2 separate regions of the Drosophila melanogaster genome follow, and region 1 is linked to region 2. A link is a contact called in public Hi-C data. All regions are on one chromosome and are shown on one strand. The core of a region is the stretch at or near the end of the contact, and the rest is flanking DNA. Distances in the headings are between cores, read along the strand shown. Region 1 holds the start of Gtpx (Glutathione peroxidase homolog with thioredoxin peroxidase activity). Region 2 holds the start of CG17746.

What was found. A called contact is a pair of places that touch in the nucleus more often than the background predicts.
Region 1: a contact with region 2 is called in a Hi-C map of the Kc167 cell line, with 3 times the contacts expected there. The contact joins the promoter of Gtpx here to the promoter of CG17746 in region 2. A contact is called at or near these places in 29 of 107 Hi-C or Micro-C datasets (the Clone 8 cell line, the D17-c3 cell line, the Kc167 cell line and 11 more) and 1 of 6 datasets of contacts at active chromatin or transcription factors (the Kc167 cell line).

Annotation. Positions count from the first base shown.
Region 1 is chr3L:3,321,840-3,328,348 of dm6, forward strand. It overlaps Gtpx (Glutathione peroxidase homolog with thioredoxin peroxidase activity), which reads left to right and starts at 4,426. Exons shown (of 3, transcript NM_168026.2): 1 at 4,426-4,528; 2 at 6,021-6,344; 3 at 6,412-6,509. The coding sequence starts at 6,027. Strip (Striatin interacting protein) reads right to left here. Exons shown (of 4, transcript NM_168023.2): 2 at 2,861-4,197; 3 at 1,071-2,797; 4 at 645-1,003. The coding sequence starts at 3,798. The coding sequence ends at 1,087. Dpm2 (Dolichyl-phosphate mannosyltransferase subunit 2) reads left to right here. Exons shown (of 2, transcript NM_001169867.2): 2 at 1-650. CG12016 reads left to right here. Exons shown (of 2, transcript NM_139548.4): 2 at 1-650.
Region 2 is chr3L:3,234,343-3,241,612 of dm6, forward strand. It overlaps CG17746, which reads right to left and starts at 5,236. Exons shown (of 4, transcript NM_139537.4): 1 at 5,080-5,236; 2 at 4,270-4,640; 3 at 3,400-3,730; 4 at 2,605-3,322. The coding sequence starts at 4,551. The coding sequence ends at 2,820. It overlaps Larp4B (La-related protein 4B), which reads left to right. Exons shown (of 9, transcript NM_206263.4): 9 at 1-2,262.

The DNA.
Region 1 (6,509 bases), core at 3,176-5,675, 87 kb after region 2:
TAAGCTACTCTAAGGGTGGTTCGATTTTAAATTGTTAAAAGTATGATCTAAAATCAATTATTTAATTCAAATTAAAAATGTGAGTTTTTGGAACTTGAGCAAATGTTAAGCACCGCAAAGTCCAAAGAAAAGTGCAGTATTGTTTAGAGAATATTTTGATTGTTTGATTGCCCAACCTACAACTTCCACGACCAATTTGCTTACAGTTTCTAGCTTCTTTTTACGGAACAATCGAAACAAATCGACCCGCCCTAGAATACAACTATTATTAGTTAGTCTTTATTTCGTATTAAGATAGTTATTATGGGTGACATGGTCTCTCTTGTGGAGAATGCTCTTGTAACCAGATTGTGAAATGAAGAAACTCGGTTCAGGAATTCATATTTAGCTGTGCTAACTATTATATTGTATTGTTTACTATTACGTCATGGAATTTAGAAAAACCCCAACGAGGCATTTGGTGTGGGGCGTTTTTATGGAGTCGAAAAGTTATTGTACTATATAATGGATATTTATATATGCACCTTGTAAATACCGTAGTGTATATTTACCAAATTAAACCTAGCTTTAAGACTATGACCTAAAAGAATTATATATTTTTTTCTTGTGCGAAACAAAACACACATACGAATAAACAGACATTTAACCTCAAGCCAAGTGTCGTTTTCGAACTAGCAAATTTGTTTATTCCGCTACAGAAGCCGATTGCCGCGATCCGTTTCAAGGGCTCGCAGAACAGGTAAAATAATAAATATATAAATTAAAAAATACAATCATTACATATACAGGCTTGTCATCGCTATGGGTATGGTATTCGCGTATGCTAGTTAGTGAAGAGGAGCGCAGCGGAGGCCCGTGGCTTGCCAAATTATTGCCAATTCAGTGAGTAGTTGGTGTTTCAATCGTGGTCGGGCTACATGGATTATATCAATGTACTTCTTAATGCTTACAATTACGTTAATAACTTCTTGCTTTTATGACGCGCATGTGGATATTAGAGCAGCTGTAATTCAAAAAGGAATCACGTAAATAAAAGTGTGACGGGGCACATGCGGTATGCAGTTGCTCACCGATGGCAGCCCTGCCCTAGAGGGCGTCCCAGTCGGTCTGACTGTTGTAGACCTCCTCCTCCAGCCAGACCGCGTAATTGGCCTTGAAGTAATCCGTCAGCTCGACCTTGCGATCCCACCAACCCGAGTGACCGAAGAAGGCAAAGTCCGAGTGGGTAAGGATCTCGTCGCTGGGAAAGCCACCCTCCACACCATAGTCGTTGAGCTGCTGCTGCTGGTTGTGGCCGCCATTGCCACCGCCACCGTTGTTTCCATAGCCATTTGCGTCGCCATTATTGCCACATCCATTGTTGCCCGCCATCATGTTGGATTGCTGGGCGTTCTCCGCATTCTGAGCTGCCGTGCCGTTGTTTCCACACTTCTGGGTGGCTTCCGGATAGCGTCGCAGGTTGAATCGATCCACGCAGGCCCGCAGCGTACACTCCTCCGCCTGGAAGTCCCAGGGACGCGACTCCAAGTCGTTGCCAAAGGCCCAATCGTCGTTTAGACGATGCCGCACCTTGGCGTAAATTGCACTCATGGTCTTCATATTGGACTTCCGCCACTGGCGGCCCAAGTACTTGGTCTGCATCTTGAGCAGCTTCAGCACGTACAGCTGCATCATGGCGTGGCGCACCTTAAGCGTCTTCTTCAGGATTGGTGCCGACTTGAATACCACCAGCATCATCACTCGCGAGTGCTTCCACTTGATCAGCTTGTTGAGGATGCGCAGCAGGTTTATGCAGGAGAACACGTTCCGCCAAGAGTAGGACTTATCGGACATCTCTCCGCCATACACAAAGCTATCGCCACTCAAATCCGGTTGCTCACCAATCACACACGACGGGAAATCGAGCAGAGGAATGGAGTTCTTGGTGTTCACGTACTCCGTGATTGTCTGATTGAAGAACTTCAAAACCAGCGGGATGCAGTTGGCGAACACGAGATGCTGCGACATGAACTCAAACTGGTAAACATGGTTTATCTTGAAATGCTTTAAATATAGCAGGATGATGGCCGAGACAGCCTTCACAATGATCTCCTTGTGCCGACCAATGTCGACGGTTAGCTTTGTTGATTGGGTGGCCGTCAGCGGCATCTTCCTAGGCAGCACATCGGCCATTATGTTGATGCTCTCCGTCTTGGACTTGGACGTTGGCGAAGCTGCCAGCAGGACCTTGAGAAGGGCGATCATATACTGCGGCAGGTTTGGCAGGATGGCTTGGTACAACACCTCAGCCGGGGTCAGTTTGATTTCGTCCTCGTGCGTGGAAATGGGGTTCCTAGCTATGTCCTCCTCCTTCTTAATTTGCACATCGGCCAGGCTCATATACATGTGCCGCTGCAGCGTCTTAAAGCCCTCGTGAATGGGTTGCGGCAGTCCAGCCAGACTCTCGTGGTCACCAATCAGTGAATACCCGATGAACTTATTCCGCGAAATGTCCAGAAACTGGTCAATGTCCTTTTGTCGCACCTTAGGCGTCCAGGGCAGGCGAGCCGTGATCTGTACCGGAGGCACAGCAGCGGGTGGCTGTGTTAGGCTAGGCTGGTTGTTTGGATTTGCCGTCGAGGTGGTGGATGCCGACGAAGAGGGGTCATCGTAGGGTCGGTAGTACTGAGAGAGTTCTTCCTCCCCGTTTCCGCCATTGCCGCTGCCATTGTTGGCATTATTTTGACCCTCGTTGCCGCCCATCTCCATGTCTATCTGCTCGGGCTCGTCCAAAAAACGCTGCTTCATCAGGGAGCGTCTGTGCGGCAAGGAAAATGAATGTATTGAAAAGTGTACATAAGTGATCTAAGACTCCGCTTACTTGAAGTTCCGCTTGGGATACTGGTTCTCCAGTATATCAGTAGCTGTGGCCGGCGGTGAGCTGGCTCGCATGCACTTGGTAACCTCCAGCGTGTCCTCGGTGATGGGTTCCAAACCCACCTTCAATCGATACTCGTTCTTGAGATTCTTGAGCACATCCATGCCTCCCAGTCCCAGCAGCGAAACTTTCCACAGCAGGAGGACAACCTTCTTCATGGGGAACTGCGGTGCTGCGCCACTGCAAAACCGTGTGATCATGCCCAACAGCTTGACGGCCAGAAGTTCGCCATCTGGTAGTGGTGAGTTGATTTCTTGCACAAAGGAGTCGGCCAGCTCTCTGTAGTCTTCGCTGCCCTTTTCCTTTTCATCGCGAATCGTTTCTGTGATGATGTAGAGCACAGATAGGATCACCCGAATGTCCGTGGAGTCCACAAGCGTGACGTTAGTGATCTTGACGGCCACAATGTCCGGAGAGCAGGCGCTTTCGATCTCCATGTTGAGCAGGTCGATGAAGGAGGCGAAGACGCCGAGTTGGTAGAGCACCAGCACATTGTCCCTGGTGATCTGGTGCTGCTCCTCGTCCGACTGAACCTCCGCCCAGCAGCCTTGGGCCAGGTAAAGGATGCACCGGGCGGCCTGCATGCGAAAGGATCGATCGGAGACCTCCAGCTGGTCCACCAGCTTCATCACGATGCCGCGCTGGGAGGCGGAGTCCTGCTTCTGCCAGTTGGGCGGCAGGTCGTACAGCTCCATCTGGTCCTCGAAGGCCTTCACGTTCATCTGAAACTCGCTGAACTCCGTGTAGCTATACAGTTCAGCGATCTCGTTCTGATAGCCATCCACGTCCGCGTACACGAAGTCCAGGTCGGGCCCGTCGCAGTTGGCGTCCGCATCGTGGGTGTCCTGCTCAAAGGAGTTGTTTATGGATGTGAGCATCATTCCGCCAATCCTTTTTCGCCACACAGGGATCTCTTTTGTGTGGAAGTGTATGTGCGTGAGTGTGGGCTACTCGTGTATGTGTATCCTGCGGCGGTGGGCGGTGCGCCTGGCGTGGGCGTGGTTGCTCCTGCTCGCTGGTTTTCTCTCCCACTTGGTCTTAGTAGCACATGGACGTACTAAGCAATTCGCACTGCATTTCACTGGGTAATTTCGACTGCAATTTGTTTCTCGCCAAAAACAAAAACGCACAATGGAAAAAGAAGAAAATTCGTACGACCGTTTGCTGTGTGGTCGGAAAATACCAAACAGCAAATGGTGTTGGCCGTCTGGCAAGGCCGTTCGATCGGATGTGGCAGCGACTGATGCAATTGCCGCTGCTTTAAATTTGAAATAAGGGTTCTGTTTGATTTGTACTAATATTAGGAATAGGGATTGTTTCATTTTGATATTTTGTGTTTACAAAATGATAATCAATAGTAATGATATATACAATTTGAAGCTCTAATTAAAGGCTTTTACTTTCATGCTTAAATTTAGAAAGTAGGGCTTAACCACCACACTTGGCAACTCTGGAAAAGTTGTGCTCCTAGTGTGACCAGACCAGAACATTACAAGTGCTTTCACCTACACATATAAATAAGGGTTTTTGCAAGTCGCCGGTTTCAGTTTTATTTACGCTTCGAAAGTGAGAAAGTGCCCAGTTCCATTAGTCATTGCTATTACGCCATAAGTAAGCCCAAACAATAATACCCAGCTGTCGAGATTAAGCACAGCATAATCAGCCCAAAAACACAGCTGGTCGAGGTGACAAGAATATATGTATATAGAGCAGGGAAAACAGTCGAATCGAATCTGAACTTTGCTCCCGATTTTCGCCCATATCAGCGTGAGCTTGCAGAATCTCGGCATTCGCATTCTATATTTGTATCCCTGCATCCGAAACTCGCAGCAGATCGTTGTGAAATCGTACACATAGTCGATATATAGCTCAGTAATGGCTGGCCGCTCCATCGTCCACTTTTTTCTGGGGTCCGTGGCAATCGCCCTGGGATCGTACATCTACTTCACCATGCAAGTAATTACCCACAACACTAACTATCCCTTCAAATTGCTGTCCAATCAACTCGAACAATGGCATGCATGTGCAATCAGCGACGGTAACGAGGCAGCGTCGTGGGTTACGTGGGCCAATCCTGGCCAGCTTAAAGGTCACTGTGCGTAGCCACTAGGTTGCGTGACTCACAGGGTGCTGGGATATACATATATGTACATATAGCTCTTGACTTTGACCCCGATGAATTATGCAGCGTCACTGTAACCAGAAGCCTGATAGCACCCTCGTAAATGTCTATGAAACAACATACAACTATTAGGAAACCCATTATCAAAACGTGAAATAATCTTGGATGTTTGTCGTCGGGTTGTCGAATACAATCTATACACCACATACATTTCCACACTTTCTTATTCGGAAATAAGATAGCTTTGAGCTATCTTACTACTTTACTTACTACTTGCTCTTATCTACTTAACTATTTCGTTAATCAGTAGAAATGTGGACTTGATTTTTATATTTTCCCATTTGAATTGTTTTGAAACGATTGTTGTTCGATCTGATACACAACGTACACATCCACACCAGTAATTCCTTCACTTGCCTAAGCTTTCACTAAATTTGAACATTCTGCCCGGTTATTATTTGCAGCATTTAAAGAATGAGTCTCAGGCAGTTTCAGAACATTTCCCGCCAGGCCCTCAGGTGCTACTCGATGAGGCGGACCCCTGGCCCCGTCCTCGAGCTGAGTCGCGGTCAGAGGCAGTGCCTTCGCCTCTGCACCATCATGCTTCCCGTGAGCTGTGCGGCCACGCCCATGAACGCCATCTCCTCAGCCGCCCAGCACTCCACAGCAGCTGCCGTGAGTAGTGCTGATTGCTAGTTGACTAGATCCTAACCCGTTGACTAACTCAGTTGCTTGATTCTGCGCCTAACTAAACGTTGTAGCCTTTGCCACTGCCTGTGTTCTCTGTTCTCTGTTCTCTGTTGCCTGTTCACTGCAATGAACCGCGTAGCCTGGGTCGATTTTGATACAGAATATAGTGTTTCATACCCCGATTGAAGATAAGGCTATAAATATCTATATCTCTTGATCAAAACATCGACCCAAGCCTTCACAGCCACTAGTAATTACCCAATTCTAACTCCCACTTTCTATTGCTTCCAGATCGACATGTCTGCTAACGGAGATTACAAGAACGCCGCCTCGATCTACGAGTTCACCGTGAAGGATACCCATGGCAACGATGTTTCCCTGGAAAAGTACAAGGGCAAGGTGGTCCTGGTGGTGAACATCGCCTCCAAGTGCGGCCTGACCAAGAACAACTACGAGAAGCTGACGGATCTAAAGGAGAAGTACGGCGAGCGCGGCCTGGTGATCCTCAACTTCCCGTGCAATCAGTTTGGGTCCCAGATGCCGGAGGCCGATGGAGAGGCCATGGTGTGCCACCTGCGCGACTCCAAGGCTGACATCGGCGAGGTGTTCGCCAAGGTAAGACTATTAAAGCTGCTAGCCGATTGCTGTAGACCGAGTCACTAAACTTGCCCCACCCCCGCAGGTCGATGTGAATGGAGACAATGCGGCGCCGCTGTACAAATACCTAAAGGCCAAGCAGACCGGCACCCTGGGCAGCGGAATCAAGTGGAACTTCACCAA
Region 2 (7,270 bases), core at 3,986-6,485:
ACCATCCGCCCATCAAGTCCCTTCAAATCGCATCTGATCACAAACGACACACAACTGCCTCTAGGACATAAACAGCAATCTATCAATCAATCAATCGATCATATATAATCAAACCACTTACACTAACTCATTAGTTCGCCCAGTCTATGCGCATCCTGGGCAGGTCCAGCACACGGATAGTTCACTAGGGATGGTGGCCACCACACAGATAGTATACCTTGCTCAGTGTTTCGTCTCGTACCCGCCACACAAATGTATCTTTAAATAATTCATAGTTTATAGTTTGTATCTTCCCCTCCAAATCGATGAGAAAGACCCAATCAAACTGTAAGCCAACTAACCCCAAACACTCACACACACATTTCTTTGGAATGTTCTCAAATGATTTTGTTGTGCTCATCACTCACTGTCGGCTGACAACAGAAAATTATACAAAACAACACTCTACACACTTCAAAACACACACACACACACCTAACACACTGTACAGTTGAACCTCAATAGGGCGGACTGCGGACTGCGCCTTAGGTGAATCAATGGATGAGGAACAGCATGTGGCCAGAGTGGAGCCAGCTGTTCGTTGGCGACGTCTCCAAGCTTCCGACAATGAGATGTGATATTATGCAATTGACAAATCATCAATTGTGTGCGACAAAAAACAAAAACAAATAAACGGAATGCGGGTTGGAGCAAGCCAGTCGAGCTTGCAACTCCCACTCGGCCATGAGACAGTCGACACTTGGACACTTGACCACGCTGCCCATCCGCTCGCTGAGATCGAGGGACGATAGAGAACCGTGGCGAGAGATAGGGAGTATAGGGAATAGGGAAAGTAAAGAAACATTGTTGATGTTGAATAATTTTAAGGAATACAATAAATTAAATTAAATTGTTAAATTGTAAACCTCAGTTCTTAAGTTATTTATTTTTGTATACTTAAGCAGCGCATATGACACCTTGTTATATTTACAAAATAATACTATTGCAAGTTCAGCAGACATGCCACGCCCATAGAGCTATGTATTTCCCGCATTGCCACCACACCAGAACAAACCAAACCACACCCAAATCCAAGCACATATATCATACATCTCCTGATCCTCAACCGAGACACTCAGAACCACACTGACACCTACCTAGCTTAGAATAGCGATATGGTTTAGTTTTTGTTCTTAGACCACCCAAAAACGTTGTATTATTTAATCCTATGGAATGTGCCCCCCAACAGACCACTGTACATACCCTTAGCTATACATTTACATTTCCGGGGGCAATTTTCTCCTGATTTCATGCGATCACCTTCTTTGGCACTGCCATCAAAATCGCCCTAACACTTTTACGTTCGATGTAATTTCGAAAGAACTTTTGAGTTGTTTCCCTTTTGTTGCTTTGGCATTAGTTAGTTTACAAACTGATTTTGTACTACAGCAAGCAACAAACAAACAACGCTAAACTAAAATGCTTACGCACATTGTTATCACTAGAAAAACAACAACAACAACAACAAAAGAACAACAAGAACATAAACACAAGAAGAAAAACCTGTCTGTTAAAAAAACAAAAATGAGAATATGTAATATGAATAACGAGAAGTACATGCATACATATATAAATATATATATATATAATCAATTTGTAATTGTACCGAAATTGATAACTGTAAAGTAACAAGAAGTTTATAAAATTGCATATGATTTAAACTATAAACTAACTAAGAAATACAATATCCCTCTATGCAGCAAGCGAAAGCAAAACCAACAGCAGTTATACATAATTGAATGTGTAATATGATGGCAAAAATATAAATAAAAATATTATAATAAAACAAAACGAAAAAAAAAATACAAACACTGAGAAACAACCAAAAAAAAAAACAAAAAGCGTAATTCATTTCCTCTCTATGCTATGATAGTTAAGCCTGAACCATTGAACAATTAAACAATTTGTACGTAAAACTAGACGATGAATGACTAGGCGATGATGATGTTGCGAGGACGTAACGACTTAATAGCGAAAAGTTTAAATAAAATTTATACTTGCGAGTTGAAAAAACATATATGCGGCCGGAACTTTTCATGACCAATGCTCCCACTCTGGCCACTTTTAGTCTTGATTCCACTGTATGCCTCATATAATTATAAACCCCAGTAAATAAAAAGCGGACAACAACAGCGAGCGTTCGTTTTGTAGATAACCGAGGAAAACAATAAAGCGATAACCACCATCCACGGGGGCCATTTACTCCAGTCCAACTTAATGCCCAACCGGAGCCAAAGCTGTTCCTGATAGCCGTCTTGGATCCACCAAAAAGTATTGCAACGCGTGGCAAACAGGATGGTAGAATCAGTCTCAAAAAGTGCATCTTACTTTCATGGATTCTACATCGAACAAAATGACTAATAATATTTATCGCTTATACTTTAGTTCCCCCTTAATATACAAAAAAAAAATTCCACTTTCTTGGGCACTACAAAACATTTTGTTCATTTTAATTTTGAAACTTCTTCGCACTCATTTCTAAAAGATCAGTTCCAAACAACTTTCACAAGTATGCTTAGGTACATAAATACTAAACGAGTAATACAATTCTTTTTTATCCATTTTGCTCGGGCATCACAAAGCATAGTAAATCATACATTAAATAGTTAGACAAGGCATATACACGCATCGTGGGGTTACAGTTAAAACAATTATTAATAATCGGAGCAAATATTTTGGTAAGGACTGTGTGGCGTACTGTGTGTATATAAAACTTAACCAAGAACACTTGCGCTGTTAAGTATAAAGAGTTGACCTAAGCGCTATTTCTGTAACCCTAATTAATCGTATATATAGTGGCTTTCGATCGCTGCCATCTTGTTTAGATGCGACGCCATCTTCACCTCGTCGTCCATGGGACCGGAATTGGATTGCTTCTGGCAGGGTTTGGTTTGCGTTTCCGTTTCGGTATCGGTTTCCGCCTCCGCTTCGTCCTTTGCGACTTCATCCTTCGTCGCGTCGCCGGCTTCCTCTTGATCATTGTTAGTCGCCTGGCTGCCATTTCGGCAGCGGGCTATCAGATCGCTGTAGGGACGGCCGTGCAGCAGGCACACCAGCACCACGGTCATATTGTCGCCGCCGAGGCCTCCCATTTGGCAGTCGGGTGCTAGGCAGTGATTCATCAGCTCTTCGCAGATCTCCTCCGGAAACATGCCCATGCCGATGCGCGTGCGACAGAACTCGAGCACTTCCGCGTTGCTCATTACATCCCAAATGCCATCGCAGGCCAGCACGATGAATTCCCAATCGTCCATGATTTTCCGCGTCTCCACGTCCGGGAAGGCTATATAGGCGCACGGAGAACAAGAAACAAGGTGATAATGCTTAACAAGAACAATGGATGGAGATGGTGATTCTCACCTGTGACGATTTGATCTTCCGGTTTTTTGTTCTCATGCTTGAATACATAGTCACCGAGGGCGCGGGAAAGCGCAAGATTGCCGTTGACGCGATTGAACTCAACCCAGCCGCCGCCTTGGATGATCCGCTTGGACTCCGCCTCGTTATTGGGCTTGTGGTCCAGCGACAGGACCTCCAGTTGTCCGTTCACGCAGGCAATGGCGCGCGAGTCGCCTGCGTTGGCGCAATAAAGCTTGTTGTCCTTTACCAAAACAACTACGGCAGTCGAGCCGGCCATCTGGTCACCACATGTCTTGTTGCGTAGCATAACGTAGTCGATGTCCAGAAAGCCCTGCAATTGCATCATATATGAGTCATGAATTAAATAGAATGGCTTGAAGAGCTTTACATGTTCTCAAAACTAGTGAATTTAAATGGCATTACATTTTAGATATCTTTATAAGTTAATCTGTTGTTTATATGTATCTTCAAAAAGTATATGACTTTAATAAACGTGAGACATATAAAGATAAATGTATAGAGGTTTTAACAAGTTGTTTTCATCCCATTACTTATCATTCTTAACAAATCTTTGTGCTGCAGATGAGTAACAATTTGTTGAAATGAGTCGCTTGAATAGAATAGAATAGGTACGTATTGTACATACATACATATATGTGTAATATGTAAAACTTTGGTTTTAAGAAGTGGGTACTACCCTCATATATCCAAGTATCCAATTATCATTTATTTAAGGACATCATCGATACCGTGCATATCCGAAAGAAGACTGCATGTGAGGAGTACATATACATAGGTACTCCAACTGCCTTCAGCGATCTATAAATGTCGCCATTCCCGCCATCTAAAAGTGACTCTGCCGTGACTCACCTGCTGCAGCGCCTGTTCGATGTTGTCGTTGTACTCCGGCCGCTTGAGAACGTACTTGTGCAGGTGCTTGCCGGCGTACTGGGCCACCGTGGCGCCTCCGTGCCCGTCGTAGACGGCGAAGAATGCCGCTCCCGGATCGTCCGGCAGCGAGAGGATGTGGGTGTGCGAGTCCTCCATGTTGATGCGCCACCCCTGCATGCAGGAGCTGCCCACGCGGTAGGCGGCGTTCTGGCAGTACGCTGACTCCTTGGCGGTCACCGGTTCCGATAGAGTCTGACCCATTGCGGCTTGTATGGTGTGCGGTGTGGAGTGTGTTGTGTGGGCTGACTTCTTTGCGGGCGGGGTTAGTGCTATCGATTTACGTCGCTTTTCTGCGGGAAAGAAGACGTACAAGCACACGGGTTAAGTTAATTACGAAACTGACTGCTGCGGAGCGCGGAACGACCGACGGCCGACTGTCAACTTCAGATACGCGTGGGCTCCGGAGATTAGTATATCAGAGGCATAAGCAAACAGACGTGGAGATTTCAGGGCCGGATCGCGATCCGGAATTGGATTCAGCTTGGGTTCAAAGGGCAGGTGATAAATGAGCGTCGATAAGCCGGATATTACGGCTGACGATCAACGTACTTCCTTCGCGTGCTCCCTAATATGTTCACAGTTTGCAGCTTATTTAAACTTATGCAAAACCAGAAAATAAGAACGGAAAACCAGAACAGCAACGGAAAACACGCAAAAAAAACGGAGAGAAGTGGAGAGAAGATAGAAGAGGAGGAGCGGCGCCAAATTAACGATGCGCTGATTACACACCTGGCGTTCACCGTTTTTGCTCCACCCTGCAAAGCGAGTACGCATCAAAGAAAAACTGTTTGGTAAAAAATTATTAAAAACTGCGCGTGTTTATTTTTTTATTGAATTTGTGTTTTGAAGTGTGAACGTGTCTGAAAAATGGTAAATTCCTAACTGCTGTTTACAAACGCATGGTAGTTGACCACACTAATGCCGGTACTGTTCAACACTGGCAGAGTGGCGCCCTGCTTGTGAGTGCGTCTCGACTAGCTTGGCAGCACTGGCGAAAAGCTTTTTGGTTTTGGCGCCTTGATTTGAATTTAAAAAGTTTAAAATCCAAAAAAATATTATTTATGCACCTTAATTGTACAAATAATGAGTGATGTTCTTTTGCCTTTCCATTGAAATTCACATTTCGAATGAATTCTGCAATTCCAATGCAAATTTCACATTATGCGGCTACTCTTTTCCGCTTCTCATTTCGCCTTTTCGTCGTCTTATCTGCTCTTTTATTTTTTTTGTTTAGCTGGCGAGTGCATTGAATTTTGCGAATTTCGCTTTGGGCTTGCGGCAAATATACGAATTCAAGGACAAATGACGTCAGCTAAGCACTTTTTGCGGTTGCCGCTGCTGCTGTTTTGTTGTTGCTCCCATATTGTTGTTGCTTGGGGAATTAAAGCTTGACTGGCATTCGCCGCTGCCAACGCCTCTGCTTTCTATTTATTGTCTTCTTCGTCTTCGTCTCTTTTTTTGGGTTCTTTTGTTTTGCGCTTTTGGCGAGCGCAAAAAATGTATTAAATATTTGCACAGCAGCAGCAAAAGCAAAAGCCACAGAGCAATTTTTGATAAAGAACTAGTGGATGTATTTCAGAGGTCCCTCTCCATTTCCATTTTATTCGCATTATCTTTGGCGCTCTGAAATTGTTTCGGCAAACAAAGTCAATCAGAACTTTGTTGTCGAACCTACATATGTACATACGAATTGGTATCACCCGCCTTTATGCATTTATAAGTAGTACAAATTTGGAACTCAAACAAAGATTAGATAGGAACGAACATACACTTCCATACAACAACAACTATTCTTAAATTATTCGAATTTTGAGGAATAATGTTCGACACTTTATCTAGCTTGGCTTGCTAGAAATCGTTTTTAAATGTGATAATGCACTTAATTTGGCTCAGTGTATTATATCTCTGCCTTTCTTATCGTTCTGTTTGGTCATTGAAAGTGCAAGGCGTCAACGTCGCTGCACGCATTTTATTTCCCAACCTCTAGAACGCACATTTATTATGCATTTAACGTTCCCCGCTGACGACTGCAACTATCGACCCCGCTGCCACCGCCCCCCCCCCTCGCCAACACTCGCCTCTTGCCATTTAAGATTCGCTTTCGCTTCCCCTTTTATTTTAGCGCACTCAGTAAAATTTCCATATTGTTTGTCAACCGCGGATTGCATCCAGGCTCGGTTTCGGTCCCTGAATCGCTCTCCAAATCGGAATCGGAGTTGGAGGCGATCAACAGCTCCATATGCAGTCTGCATGCAAATGCTGCACTTCGGATCGCAGCAACACTGAGCAAAATAATATTAATATAATATATAAAAATTTATTTCATTTATATTATTATTATTTTATTTATAAATTTAAGTTCTTCTTACTTCAAGTGGTAAATATTTTAATCTGGCTTAGTAAATGCCAGTAGATTAAGAATATTAAGTATACGCTTAGGTGGCAACCAAACTAAATGTATCTTTTCTATATATTTCTTCAAAGTCGGGCCTATGGCCACATTATTTTTCCAAGTGTATGTCCCGCTGACGGAAAGGGACTGCGACGGGGGCCGGACAGACCAGGGCCCACAGATATCGTCGTCAGGCAGTTCAATCACATTGCACAAAAGTTCGAGGTCAGTTATAAAAATAAAATTAAATGCCCTCGCTGGTCGCGCGCCCCTTCCCCCCCCTCGCCATCACCGCTCAACAGTGAGCTCTTGGATGGGATTGGAATTGGAATTGGATTGGGTTTTGTTTTACATTAATTTCTGTTTGAATGCGACAAAATGGGTTTCTTTGTCTTTGGCTAGCTGGCTGGCTGGCTGAGCAGGATCGGGATAATGGGGTTGCTGCACGCAGCTCCTGCTCCTGCTCCTGTTTTCTGGGACTGGGCACAAAGGGTATTGTTCGGGGACATTGCGGGTCACTCGAGTGGA